Regions from separate parts of the Mus musculus genome. Here all the other regions are linked to region 3. A link is a contact called in public promoter capture Hi-C data. All regions are on one chromosome and are shown on one strand. The core of a region is the stretch at or near the end of the contact, and the rest is flanking DNA. Distances in the headings are between cores, read along the strand shown.

What was found. Promoter capture Hi-C pulls out the DNA fragments that hold promoters and counts their contacts.
Region 1: a contact with region 3 is called in a promoter capture Hi-C map of macrophages, with 5 read pairs. The contact joins the promoter of Mmp27 here to the promoter of Mmp10 in region 3. A contact is called at or near these places in 3 of 39 promoter capture datasets (the C10 cell line, epiblast stem cells and macrophages), 1 of 15 datasets of contacts at CTCF or cohesin (CD8 T cells), 1 of 484 Hi-C or Micro-C datasets (nephron progenitors) and 3 of 9 other capture datasets (adipose tissue, macrophages and pancreatic islet).
Region 2: a contact with region 3 is called in a promoter capture Hi-C map of macrophages, with 5 read pairs. The contact joins the enhancer-like site here to the promoter of Mmp10 in region 3. A contact is called at or near these places in 4 of 39 promoter capture datasets (the C10 cell line, macrophages and trophoblast stem cells), 1 of 15 datasets of contacts at CTCF or cohesin (CD8 T cells), 1 of 484 Hi-C or Micro-C datasets (nephron progenitors), 2 of 115 datasets of contacts at active chromatin or transcription factors (fibro-adipogenic progenitors and large pre-B cells) and 1 of 9 other capture datasets (pancreatic islet).

Annotation. Positions count from the first base shown.
Region 1 is chr9:7,570,059-7,572,758 of GRCm38.p6, forward strand. It overlaps Mmp27 (matrix metallopeptidase 27), which reads left to right and starts at 1,338. Exons shown (of 10, transcript NM_001310717.1): 1 at 1,338-1,543; 2 at 1,887-2,125. The coding sequence starts at 1,400. The region is part of intron 2 of Gm31751 (a long non-coding RNA gene); the gene reads right to left.
Region 2 is chr9:7,594,177-7,596,876 of GRCm38.p6, forward strand. The region is part of intron 2 of Gm31751 (a long non-coding RNA gene); the gene reads right to left. Among named protein-coding and RNA genes, the nearest start is that of Gm31751, 24 kb to the right of the region's middle. Within about 2 kb of position 1,280, at least 123 of the 459 cell types and tissues checked have an H3K27ac peak or open chromatin away from gene starts, as enhancers often do. A contact at or near this core is called in fibro-adipogenic progenitors, macrophages and pancreatic islet, where this site is marked.
Region 3 is chr9:7,501,047-7,503,746 of GRCm38.p6, forward strand. It overlaps Mmp10 (matrix metallopeptidase 10), which reads left to right and starts at 1,296. Exons shown (of 10, transcript NM_019471.3): 1 at 1,296-1,452; 2 at 2,100-2,344; 3 at 2,435-2,583. The coding sequence starts at 1,348.

The DNA of each region.
Region 1 (2,700 bases), core at 88-2,587, 69 kb after region 3:
CAATTAGTGATCAAGGGGAAAGGTCCCCCTTGTGGGTGGGACCATCTCTGGGCTGGTAGTCTTGGTTCTATAAGAGAGGAGGCTGAGCAAGCCAGGGGAAGCAAGCCAGTAAAGAACATCCCTCCATGGCCTCTGCATCAGCTCCTGCTTTCTGACCTGCTTGAGTTCCAGTCCTAACTTCCTTCAGTGATGAACAGCAATGTGGAAGAGTAAGCTGAATAAATCCTTTCCTCCCCAACTTGCTTCTTGGTCATGATGTTTGTGCAGGAATAGAAACCCTGACTAAGACAGGTGGGGTTCCTCAAAGAATATTAAGAACTTTATTTCTCTTCCTTCCTTGTTTTATGCTACCTGCAATGTAGGTTCAATAGCCATCTTTTGAGAAACCACACAGCCCCTGATGTAGAGAGGTGATTCACTCTAGACGCCACAGACCAAACCTCGGCTGCTCTTACACAAACAAAATATCACTTTGAGTTTTATTAACTATCTGCTATTGTGCATTTTCCTATTGTGTTCAATTAAATCTCATCACATACCATAGAAGCCTGGAATACACCCTGCCTCCTGTAAGAAAGGTCTCCAACTCCCCACACCCATCCTTGGGTACTAACAGCTTCTCAGATAACTTTCTGTCCCAGAAGTTCCAAGCAGATTGCACAACATAGTTAACAAACATTTGAAAGTTGGCAATGTGATAAACAGACATCCAACAAGAAACTCTGAGAAACCAGAGACAATTCTGGTAGAAAAAAGCAAACAGTTGCTATAAGAATGTTTAACATGTGGAGGAGAAAAAAGAAGTTGGGGGAGGACTGGAGGAGTGGAGGGATGAGAAACTGGTTAGGATATAAAAAACAAATAAATTTTTAAAAAGAATGTTTAACACCATTACCATAAAAAAGACATTACAAAAAACATTCAAATATAATACTAAAATAAATAATAATAACAAACAATTACTCATATTTAACTAGCCAGTACTCCTAACAATTAAAGACACAGAGGCTGGGAAGTGGCTCAGTAGGCAGAACTCATATAGAAGCCAGGCACCATAGCACAGTACTTAAACTAATATCCGACTCCATTGTCTCTTCCAATCACACTACCAAGATATGCTAGTGTTTTCTGCCAAAGTAAATTATTTCAAAATTCATAACAACCTACCAAAACTACCAGTAAAACTACCAGTTTTGAGACCAGAAGACTAACTTGGGGGCCTTGCTATTGTCAGCGCTCAAAAGTGAGCAATGTGCTAGATAAGCAATCACCAACTGTGGTTGCAAAATTCAAGTTTATCTAAGGGGAAAACGAAGTCATGAGACACTTCATGGCAATGTGCTTTGCTGTTATTAATTAAGTGATTACTTCATGCCACGTCTCACTGTCAACTTTCTAAATGCCATACAAACAGAAACAAGCTTTAACTGAAGAGACAGGAATGAAGTGCCTTCTGTCTCTGATGGTTAATTTTATAACACTTTCCGCTGCATTTCCTCCAGACAGGAAGGACAAAAATGAGGAGAACAACCAACTGGCCCAGGTAGGATTTCAATGAATGCTAAAAGCAACAAGCAATAAAATGTGCCTTTTATAGCTTCTCTCGGGACTTTCCAAGACAGCACATTCCTGCAGAGTCTCAGAGTATCTCAGAAGAATGAGGTCCTTTCCATGTGTCTAACTCTAAGGTTAAATTGCATAAGTTTGCAAAATAGAGCATCATCTCTGATGTCTCCTAGAATTTCAAGAGCATAAGATGAAAGGAACAGTAAGAATATAAGCCAAGTGGCTGCCCTTAGTTGTATGGGTGTGTGATTTGGCTAATTCTAGTCACTCATAAACCTTTGCTCTCCTGTAGTCTGTGTCCTTTACATCTTTCCTGACAGGCATATCTCAACCAGTTCTACTCTCTTGAAATAGAAGGGAGTCATTTTGTCCAAAGCAAGAACAGGAGTCTCTTTGATGGAAAACTTCGGGAAATGCAGGCATTTTTCGGATTGACAGTGACTGGAAAACTGGATTCAGACACACTTGCGATCATGAAAGTGCCCAGGTGTGGGGTACCAGATGTGGGGCAATATGGCTACACACTCCCTGGGTGGAGAAAATACAGCCTTACATACAGGTAATGTTTCTACCAACTTTGGTTAACTAACCCAAATAAGTAATCTCCAAGAAGCAACCACAGTGATGGCTTATCTAACTGACACTTTCGAAAGTGCATGCCACTTTGTGGGTTCTATGTATCTCATCCCCTCATTAGACCTATGCTGTGGGCAGTATGACAACCACACGGAAACTAAATCGAAAGGCTATCGCCTGTAGCTAGTGCTACAGAGTTGGCTCAGGCAGATAGGTTCCAATCTCTAGGCTCCCTTCTCCCCTGTGAGCTCAGAATAGGCAGCACCACCATCTGCTACAATGCCCTGGAGGCATGGTGAGGTGTGCAGAAAGAAGGGAAGGGTGTGAGTGTGGGGGAGGAGGAACACGTTCATTCGTGCATCCACGCATGTGCTCATGTAGAGGGGTGGTTGAGGGTGTGTGTGTGTGTGTGTGTGTGTGTGTGTGTGTGTGTGTGTGTGTTTTAGAGCTATCAAATCTCAAATCTTAGATGGGTCCCAGTATAACAATGTATACCCTGTGTACTTGGCTATTTAAGGATAAGGAACTACAAGAGATTTAATGAAAAAAGTAAAAAAA
Region 2 (2,700 bases), core at 30-2,529, 93 kb after region 3:
CAGCTGATTTGGGCCCAGCATATCAAATATCTGAATTATGATTCATAACAATGGCAAAATTACAGTTATAAAGTAGCAACAAACTAATTTTATAGTTAGCAGTCACCACATGAGGAACTATATTAAAGGGTCTCCACATTAGGAAGGTTGAGAGCTACTGCTTTAGTCTAACTTTGACTCTGTCTAGGGTGGACAAACATTTCTTCACATCTCAGAAAAAGTAATACAACACTATGGAAGCTTCACGCTCCACTCACGGTAAAGTTGACTGAGAGCAGTGTGCTGCGGGATTTTGAGTAGACCTGAACTATAGGAATATTCAAGTAGATTGTATTTCACTAATTTTTGGCATGTCTGTAATATTGTGTAGTTTTTAACCTTTCAAGAAAAGGAAGAAAACAGACGTGTTCTCCATCCACTCAGTGACAGAGGAGAAAACTAAGCTGCATGTTCACCAATGGCAAGGACGGGGCTCATATTTGCATGCGTTGACTGGGGGGTCATCTTCTTTTGACTACGATTCCTTTCTATACAACAATCTCTGTCTTCAGTTTGTACTTTTGTTGCTGTTGCAGGTTGTTTTAGCCTCCTTTGCATGTGCACGAGCACACACACACAACTTAATGTATGGGATGTGTCTTTGGCTTCTATATAGTCAGTACAGTGTCTGTCCAAGTTAGCTCTGTTGTCAACATGACAAGGTTTAGAGTCATCTGAGCAGAAAGCCTCCATTGAGAATTGGCTTGCAGGCATGTCTGTGAGACACTGCCTTGATTCTTAATTGATGTGGGAGGACCCAGTCCACTGTGGATGGCACCATCCTTAAGAAGGCCATGTATAAGAAAGCTAGCTGAGCTTGTGACTGAGTGAGCTAGAGAGGTAGCCTGCAAGCAGTGTTCCTCCATTGTTTTGCTTCAATCTCCTGCTTTTCTCTGATTCCCTCCATGGTGGACCATGACCTGGAAGTGTAAGCCAAATAAACCCTCCCTCCCCAAGTTGCTTCTGATCAGAGTGTTTATCCCAGCAAGAGAGAGTCCACAACACTGACCAAGACCAAGGAGGCCAGAGGAGTGTATGTAATGAGATGATCACATGTTGGAGCGAAACAAGGAAATAAATCATAGCCTCGCTTGTGCCTTCTGTGCTCCCTGTGTTGGTGCCGATATGCACAAGCCTCTAAGGATTATGAAACCGAAAGCTTGGAGTTGGCACCAGACAGCAGAGCCTGGCTGTGCAGGCTCGGGATGTTTCCTGTGGAAGCTGAAGTCCAGTGCTGCCATCTAGTGATCATGAGCAGAACCAAGACTCTCCCGCCCTGACCTGCAGCTGGTCCATGCCCCACAAGCAGAACCTAGCCTGTGTGCCAACGCCTGTAAGCTGAGGCAAACACAGCTAAACCTGTTGACCCTAGGCTGTGCAGGGGTTGACCTAAGGTGGCCTGGTTCTCTTCTCAATCCACAGTTCAGCTGCTGGTGGCTTTCACCTCACAAAGGTGAACAGGGTGCATCTTTCTCTCCACATTTAAGTGTTTTAAAGCTGAGATTATGAATCACTGATGCAACGAGAATCAACAGAAAGAAATGATCAATTGTTGTACAATTAGGTCAAAATCTTGGGAGGGCAGGGCCTGATAGGTGTGTCTAGCAAGTTCCCAAGCCCCGTGTGCTCCCCGACTCTTTTTCAATAGCCCTCACTTCTGCTCCATTCTGAAATGACTGTTAGTGTAGTGCGTGCATGCGTGTGTGTGTGTGTGTGTGTGTGTGTGTGTGAGAGAGAGAGAGAGAGAGAGAGAGAGAGAGAGAGAGAGAGAGAGAGAGAGTCCAAATTACCTAGAGAGCTTGTTTTAAACAGGCACAGCTATCCCATGGCTAAATTTTCTGATTTAGTCAGTCTTGAATGAATTCCAGAATTTGCATCTCTAATAGGTTTCCAAGTAGAATTATTTGAATCCTGAATTTCCTCTAAAGTTCTCATGCAGTTAAGACTTTCTCCAAAGCTAGATACATCTGTAAGCCCAATACAAAGCTTCTCTCTCCATATGTATGTATGTATGTATGTATGTATGTATGTATGTGTATATATAGAGAAATTATATAATAAATAATTATATTTATTATTTATCTCTCTACATATATATGTATAGGCATATATACTTATGTATATATACATATATATGTGCATATTCTTAAGAGATAGCTTCTAGCAGAAGCAACTTAACATCATTGGGAACATGCCCTTGAAGAGGATATTAGGACCCCAGATTTTCTATCCTCTTCTTCCCCCCTCCCTCACATTTTCTTCCCCAGCTGCCATGATATAAACAGGTTTACAACTGCAGACTCTCTCCTTATTGCATGTCTAAAAGCCACGAACTCCTGCAGCCATGGACTACAACCTCTGGAACTCAAAGCCAGAATATGCCTTACCTCTCTCTTGGTTGAGTTTCTTCCCCCATTGTTATTGCTGCTGCTGCTGCTGCTGCTGCTACTGTTTGGAAACAGAGTCCCCCATGTAGACTTGGCTAGCCCTAAACTTAAAATTTTCCTATCTGTCTTTTGAGTGCTGAGCTTGTAAGCTAGTACCCCGGGTATTTATCGATAAGTTGACATTCTAAAGTATCCATTACAGTGTAGGGCCCTAAGCTATGCATTGTTGGCTTGAAGGTCAGAATTTGCAGACACCATAGTTGGCGCGTTTCCA
Region 3 (2,700 bases), core at 46-2,545:
CACATAAAAGAGCTCTGTTCTAGGATTCCACTTTGCCTTAATGAACTGCATAAGCCTGCTTGTTTTACTCTATAAATATTCGGTACATTTAATAAATAATAACTTACTTAAAAATAAACAGGACTCCATTACCCCCAAGTTATTAATCTCCTTCAGGTGTGGTGGCCTAAAGTAGAGTTCTTTTATCCACCAAAATCACTCCTGCAAGGCACACCCTTTCATGGTTAGTCAACCACAGTCAAAATCATAACTCTGATCAACAAGAACCATCAGCAGGATGTGCCACCAACAACAAAGGAATGATTCAAATGAATATGAGGCATCTCAGAATGAGTCGACTCAGCACCTCAGGCAGTTAGCAATCTGTCCTGCTAACAAGCCCTATCAGCTAATAACCCAGGAATAAAGTAAAAAGGCACTTGCTGCCCGCATGAAGTACACATAAAACCAAGACCTTGTTTGTTTTCCATAGGGAAAGCAATCACGGGATAAAATTACATACTTGCTCAAGTCTAGCTGATGGTTCAGTCTGTCAGCCTCTTTGCCTCTCTGAATTTTAGGTTGGCATATTCTCTGTGTAGTGCCTACACTAAGCCACAAGCTGACTTGGCTGGCCTAGTGTACACATCCCTCATCCAAGCTGTGGCTCAAAGGCCTCAAAGCCTCCTGGTTTAGGAAGAGGAGGACAGAGGTAGGAAGAATATTTTCATTTAATAGTTAATTAACTGATTTCCATTTGACACGTCTTTATGGAGCCAGTATATGCTTATAGCAATTATTCTGAAACAGAGAGTAGGTGGGCCCCAAGCTTCTTACCTCTGTACATTTCCTCCTCCGTATTGACTGCTTTCTCAGAGTACTCTTACCCCAGGGCTGGAAATACCTCTTACCCAAGGACTCCAGCAATGGAGTTTCTGCCATTATAGCTTCCTAGACAGCAGTCCTTACATTCACTTTGCAATCTCTTTCCATTAAACTATTCACTCCTTGCCTGAATGTATGTAAGCCTAAGGCATGTTTTTAAAAATTACACTGCTTTCAAAATATCTAAACATTTTGCAAATATTAATTACCCAGACAGTCCCTTTTCCTCTTTGTAAACACAGAAGCCACATCCTTGAGATTAAGCATTCTTTCAAGTTTACTAGGTTGAGGGATTCACTGATGTAAGCTATTCTCTCTTCATCTTATGAATGTTCTTGTAGTCATTTGGATTAAAAATAGCACCCATGTGAGTCATGCTTAGTGACCTAAACACCGACTCCCTATAAAAGAGTGGCCACTAAAGGGAAGATATGGAAACCAGGTGCTAGAGAAGGATCGGTTTTTAAAGTAAAGACTGTCTGTATGGAGCCACTAGCCATCCTGGCACTGCTGAGCCTACCAATCTGCTCAGCGTATCCTCTGCATGGGGCAGTGACACAAGGCCACCCAAGCATGGATCTTGCTCAGGTAATCAGTCAGTGGTGGGGATCCGCTTCAACCAAAGTGGAGGCACAGCCTTGCCCTTTGGTCTTCCAGCAGCAGTAGTTGAGTTAGTTAGAAGTTGTGTTGGAAAATATCCAAGTGTAAGAGGTAGAAACTCCATCTTCACCGAAAAGTGAAAAGGGAAGGAAGGAATCGCAGTTACTGGGGGTAAATAACAATGACAGCAGCCGAAGTGGGGAGACTGGGAATGGATGAGCTCACTCCTGTGCTGGAATTATGCTATTTAAGATACTTTAGGAGGGAGGGCATGATAATATTTATCTCCTACAACTTCAAGAAGCAAAGAATACTCTAATTTTTCATTTGTGAAAAAAAATGAATTTATCCAACAACACTCAACATTGACAGGTTTGTGTTAATAATGGAAATAGAAAACTTAGATACATCCATTTAATGTGCTCATACATTTATGCCGACTTCCTTGCTTTGGTAGCAAATTAAATTGCAATGAAATAATAAAATGAGGGATTTTTGCAGGAAAAAAATCAAATGAAGCACTACATCTACTTGTGTTTCACTAAACTGGGAATGATTAAAATAGATCTTGAGATTTGTGTATGTGTTTACATTTCATAGCAACCTCTTTAAAACTATGCTTGTTTCTCCACTAGCAATACCTAGAAAAATACTACAACTTTAAAAAAAATGAGAAACAAATTTTCAAAAGAAAGGACAGTAGTCCTGTTGTCAAAAAAATTCAAGAAATGCAGAAGTTCCTCGGGTTGGAGATGACAGGGAAGCTGGACTCCAACACTATGGAGCTGATGCACAAGCCCAGGTGTGGTGTTCCTGATGTTGGTGGCTTCAGTACCTTCCCAGGTTCGCCAAAATGGAGGAAATCCCACATCACCTACAGGTAATGGCTCCAGAGTTTTCACACAGCGTTATAAATGTGTCAGGAGCATCACAGAAGCAAAGATTACCTTCTTTGATTTCTCTTATCCAGGATTGTGAATTATACACCAGATTTGCCAAGACAGAGTGTGGATTCTGCCATTGAGAAAGCTTTGAAGGTCTGGGAGGAGGTGACCCCACTCACTTTCTCCAGGATCTCTGAAGGAGAGGCTGACATAATGATCTCCTTTGCAGTTGGAGGTAATGCTCTCATCTGGTGTTTGAGTTATTCAGGCTACTCAAACAAAATATCTCACATTGGAAGATCTGTAAACAACACAAAGGTATCACTCAGACTTCCTGAATCTGAAAAATATA